2 separate regions of the Rattus norvegicus genome follow, and region 1 is linked to region 2. Evidence: chromatin contacts called from public Hi-C data. All regions are on one chromosome and are shown on one strand. The core of a region is the stretch at or near the end of the contact, and the rest is flanking DNA. Distances in the headings are between cores, read along the strand shown.

What was found. A called contact is a pair of places that touch in the nucleus more often than the background predicts.
Region 1: a Hi-C map of kidney shows a contact between it and region 2, with 4 times the contacts expected there. The contact joins the promoter of Cep162 here to the promoter of Cyb5r4 in region 2. A contact is called at or near these places in 7 of 12 Hi-C or Micro-C datasets (the A7r5 cell line, Schwann cells, frontal cortex and 4 more) and 1 of 1 datasets of contacts at active chromatin or transcription factors (oligodendrocytes).

The regions. Positions count from the first base shown.
Region 1 is chr8:97,085,286-97,088,341 of GRCr8, reverse strand. It overlaps Cep162 (centrosomal protein 162), which reads left to right and starts at 1,622. Exons shown (of 26, transcript NM_001277060.1): 1 at 1,622-1,678. The coding sequence starts at 1,622.
Region 2 is chr8:96,859,634-96,862,414 of GRCr8, reverse strand. Cyb5r4 (cytochrome b5 reductase 4) reads right to left here and starts at 1,326. Exons shown (of 16, transcript NM_133427.3): 1 at 1,113-1,326. The coding sequence starts at 1,187.

The DNA.
Region 1 (3,056 bases), core at 373-2,872, 230 kb before region 2:
ACCTGGACAACAGTTTTCAAATGAAAAGGTTGGAAAGAAGAGAAACCCGCTGCAGAAGGACGAGCACAAAATTTCTAAACTACAACTCCCAGGAAGCCAAGCGCTAGCTCCAGATTGTGCGCTTGCGCCCGGGTCTTCGCGGCTGGCAGGCTGAGTTCAGAATTTCAGGGAGTGAAGAGAAGGCAGGATGTGCACACTGCTGAGGCGCCCACATCCCTTAAGGCCACCACACCCTGCAGAGCCGTGATGGTTCCAATCTTTATTTGAAAGACACCGGAAGACCGGCAGCTTGTCTGGATGCTCCGTGGGTCACATGGCAAGGGGATCACGTGATAACCCGGAGCCCGCCCGTGGAGGTATGTTGCCTTGACAACAGCTGGCTGCCCCAGACTTTCCGGGAGAGCGCGGGATCCCAGGAGCAGGTAGGTGAGGCGTTGTGGTGGTCCGCGACCCTGTTGTTTCCAGGTTGTACCTCAGGCCCGGTCTCCGAACTTTGTTTTTCGCGTTATTCCGCTCTTCTGCCAGGACTTCAAGTTGGTGTGTATTTGCTTCGAGCCAGCCGCCAAATCTGCGCTTCCTGCAGCCTGGACACACCTGGCTGAGGGCCCTTTCATGGGGTTTGCCTCTGACTAAGTTGCTTGTCCAACTCCTCATCCTGTCCCTTGGACCTATTGGTCGAAAATGCAAATAAAAGCATTAGGTGTTCTCCTGGAAGATGGTGGGCAAACTATACGCTCGAGTCCTCTCGCTGCTACCCTTAGAAAAGAAAAGTAGGGTTTGTTTGTGTTGCCCCAAAGAGTTAAATCCAGAAGTTAGGATCTGAAGATGACCTCACCTATCTGAAGTTGAGCTTTAAGCTGCATCTTGACTAGATCCCATTCAAGGTATTCGGTTTTGTTTAGCCTGCCTTTGTTTCAAGAGAAACATAAATAGTAATTAGTGCATGTCATTAACTTTCAAGGGTATTTTGTGCTCCTTGGGGATATTTTAAGACAGTTCTATTGTATAGCTCAGACTAACCTGAAACTCAGGCTGGCCTCCCAATTAAAGTGTAGGGATTTCAGATATGCATCATTAAATTCTTTGTTATATTCTGAGTCTTGTAAATTCACTTTGTTTATATCTGGAAAAAAATCCCTGGTTGTAGAAAGTCCATTTTGCAAAACCCTTAATTTGAAAATACATAAATGAAGCAGGACAACCTGTACTGTGCTTTACAAGAAAAAAAAAATGGTCCCTCCACTTCCTGCGTTTTATAAAAAAAAATATTCTCTGTGTGGACCTTGATTATGAGAGGTATTAGCAGAGACAAATACATATACAGGAAAGTATCTCAGAGCCCACCTCTTAACTGACCTTGAGAAGATAACATTCACAAGACAATTAGTTTCAATGAATTAGACTTCCAATGATGTATTGCAATTGCAGTATAATTGTCAAGTTATATCAGTGTGTCCATATGCAAGACTGTCTTGATAAGTTGAAGTTTAAAGTAGTGTTGCTTTAATGATGTTGTTTTCCTCAAGAGGTGTTTATTTTTTCTTCTGTTTCTGCCATTCAGGGTTTCCAATGCTGTAAATAATTTTAGGATACTTTCTTTGTGACGTGAAAATTATTAGTTATGGCCCACTATTCCAAAGTAGACCTTGATGAAGAATTTGAACGGTTTATGAAGGAGGTAAGCTAAAGCCGTATTTCTTGTAGTATTTATTGTAAAGTTGTCTTGTAAGCGCTTTCATCTGAAAACATTACCCACCCCATCAGCACATGCCTTCTCTCCCACCTACAGAACTACCCAGCAGTCCTCAGTTCGTTCTCATTTCAAATGCTGGCACCTGTTAGCTCAATGCCATCTTCTCACCCAGTCTCTCCAGCGGTTCCCTTCATGGTGCATGTGTGCACGTGCTCACGCAAGCACGCACACAGGCACACATATACACATACACGGAGAGGGAGAGAACCATGTTGAACAAACATTTTGCTCAATTTCTGGTTATAGGAGAGTGGTTCAACCCATTTTTTTTCAAAGTTAACTTTCTTCAGTTATAATTTATACATCATTCAATTCACCCACGTATAGTATGTATGACAACTGTTTTAGAATTACATAGGCTTCACCAGTCAGTTGCAGAATACATGTATCATTCCTAAGAAGAAACCCCTTATCCTTTAGCAGTTTCTCTGGGCTCCTTGTCCTTCCCCAGCCTTAGGCTGTCACTTACTGCTTTGTCTCCAAGTTTCGCTGTTACAGATATTCATAGAAATGGAACCATATAGGCTGTGTGGTCTTTGAAGTCTGGCTTCTTTTACTTAACATGGTGTTTTCAGGGTTTATGTGTGCGACAGCATGCCTTTAGTGAGTAGTTTGCCATTTTGTAGATAGAATGCACCTTGCTTATTAAGTATTCAATTGACAGCATTTGGGGCCCTTCCATTTCGGACAGTCATGAATAACGCTGCTCTGACCAATCATGCAAGTGCGAGTGTGGATATATGTTAATCTCTAATGTTGGCCTAGGCATGAAATTGGCGAGTCGTATGCTCTGTTATTCCCACCCCCCATGTATTCGTTCACCAGGGCCCTGATTTGCAGTATCTTTACTATCTGAGGGCCATTTTTCTGGTTCTGTGTGATGATAGTAACCTGCAAGGCAGTGGAGAAGGTTTCGAAAGCCAGAACACCTACTGTGTATTGGAAGGGAGGAGACTCGTGCTCTGTCTTTCTGATCTTTGCCATAGCTCTGAGTGGCCAGTGGGTCTATCCCTGTATGGAAACAAAGAAACTTTGGTTCGGGAGGCAAGAAGTGGAATGTTTCCGTGTGGTACTGTGTTTAAAGGCCACCTGGAAAGTGATAGGGATACCAGACATTCAGACCTTAGACGGTCACCTTCCTAGGTGCATGGCCAGCAGTGGGAAGCAGACAGTCCTCAGTGGTTCCTCAGTAGATCTGGATCCCACTTGCTTCACCCTTTAGCACGTGTAACTGGGTTTCAGGTTCTCATAAGTGATCTCTTCGAGGTTGTTTAAAGAGTGAGATAAACCAGGTCCAGATCCT
Region 2 (2,781 bases), core at 77-2,576:
TTTTCTGCTACCACATCTAAGGAACTTGTTACCTTTGCCTAGAAGTTTTCTCCTTTAACTGAAGGCTGAGAACATACCCATTTTAATGAAGAAAGGCAGATTGGCTTTCTCATTCTGCACAGGGCAAGCTTTGACTATGGAGCCAAGCATTTAACTTAAGGAGAGCAAGATTCACAGTCGATGGCGGGTGAGCAGCCACACACACACAGCCTTGAAGGAAACGGTGTAATCCTATCACAAGCTTACGTGACTGATGCAGACTTTCATTAACCTATTTCTTTTTACCCAGAATGGAGATAGTAAACACCCCCATCTTCAGGGTAACTGTGAAGATTCAATGGACACAGGAAAAGGACTCAAGATACACGCAGCCATAGTGAGCCCACAAAACATCCGAGTACTATGTATGAATAAAGCTGGAACAGACACTTTCAAAAAACAAATGAAAAACCTCCACCCATTTTCTGATCAAAGGTCAAAACCCCAGATCTAAGTGGAGAAAAAGTAAAACATTCAGTGAAAGTCTTAAAGTCATATAAAGTAAAACTCAAAAAAGAAATCGAGTAGCCCAAGAAGACAGAAGTCTCAAAAGAAAACACAAGATGTGGTCACAAACTTAAGGACTACCAAAATAACATTCAGCAAACAGCACTGGCCTTGCAATGAATACACTGCACAATTTTTGTAGAATCTTGTAACTATATACCTGTATTTCCACCTGCTGCTCACAGTAACCATATTCAACAAATAGTCAAGAGCACGGTACCGGACTCAGAGTCAACCAGGGGTGTCCACAGATGAGGCAGAGCTGGAACAATTGGTTCTCTTATACACAGAGGAGTGTGACGTGGAAAGGTGACACCAAATTTGATGGGAGGTTTGCAGACTCCAGTCTTCCCTAGCCACCAGTCTTTCAGATAAGTCTCTCTGGCTGCCACTGCTCAGCCTTTTCCTTCTGACTATAAAGAACAAAAGACTGGAGAGGACAGCTTGAGGCAGAAAAGCAACCACGCCGGAAGCAGGGTACTGAGTAGACCTACAGAGGACAACTTCAGCAACTTGAACAAACTCGGGGTGTTTGAGTCAGTAGGCGAACGGCCGTCGCCACTTACCTTGCTACGCCCCTGGGAGGCAACGCGCTGCTGGGAGCCGGGGGCCGGGAAAGCCTGGGAAGGGACGTTCAGCATCCTGGGCCCCCGGCTCGGGCCGCATCCGGCCTCCGCCACCGGACAGGCTCGGTTGGCCGGACTCCAGCGGCCACCACTATCTGTGCCGGCTCCTTGGCCTGGCCGAGGCCAAGCCCCCGACCCACTTCCGGGGTCGCCAGGGGTCAGGAGCGTGGTGACGCAATCACGCTCACGGGAGACGGGGTGGGGGCGGAGTCAGAGGATGGGAGGGGTGGCTGTGTGGGGAATTGGAGGCAGCGCATGCTCAGTTTGGTCCTAAACTTCAGCACCACAAGGAAATGACAGCTTTCTGCCGAAAGATCAGAGAGTGAAGCTGTTCCCCAGCCTAGTGCTGATAGAGGCCGAAAATCCGAAAATCATTTCTGGTAGAACAAGAATGCCAGGGCCTGCCTCTTGATAAACAACACCATCGGACTGCTTAAAATGTGGAAGAAAACAACACTATCAAAACGTCCATGCTCCTGTAAAAAAAATACTAAGCTCTAGGAAAGAGGACTTCACAACTTCATGAGCTAAGAGGCTGAACGCAAGCAGACTCTGCTGTGCCTTAAGAAGAAAACTTCGCCTTTGGGGAACCTATCTGGAAAACGAGTAAAAGACGTTTCCAGTCTCCTGCTCTATTCACACATTCGCACACTCTTCCTCCTCCCATAGCTTTTCACTTTCCCTGAAATCGTCGAGGAGCTCAGTCCTAAACTGATTTGGTTTTGGTGTCATCCTTGTTCTTAATGGTTTATGCAAGTTCATTTTAGTTCATTAAAGGAACATTTTGTCTGTTTAAATAGGCTTGGATTTCTGTAAGAAATAAATGACCATATCTAAACCATATACTGTGTGTGTGTGTGTGTGTGTGTGTGTCTGTGTGTGTGTATACACACACACATTAATGGGCATATAACAAAAGACAGGCCACTTTATACTATCCTAATTTGTTAACAAGAGAAGCACCTAATGTTGTGGGCCCATGTTGGTGATACATTGGGCTTTCTTTTGCATGTCTCTAGAATACACAAATGCAGAGATAGAATCCAATAGAAGGAGAACATTTTCCCAAAGAACAGTTCTACATAACCTATCCATTCCCTGCAGGATACTAATTTTTCCTGACTCTGGACACATTGTTTATTTCAATTAGCTCCAGAGTTCCTAAAGTCAAAGTTGTGATAATGTGGTTTAATATTACGAGGGAAAGTCTGGGGATATGCTAAGTCACTCAAGCCCAAGGCATTTCTTAGCGGCCTAATTGCCTCTCGTCTCCACCTCTACCCATTTTTATTCTGAAATACTGTGGAAAAATATTTTTAGTATATTGCCAAACAAGTATTGGACTTGCAGTTCTCCTGCCTTATCCTCACAAGTAGCTCAGATTATAGGTTAATAAAATATGTTTGTTTGCAATTGAACTGTTGACCAGATGGTTAAGTATAAACTAAAAGGACTTCATGATCATACTTTACAATGTCACCCTAACCATGCAAACTGTCCATTGTCCATCTCATTAAAGGATGGATTAAGTTTTCTTTTGTGATGGCTACATAAGAAAAAACAGTCACCAAGAATTTATTTTACTCCCCATAAGAAAATGTTTATGTGA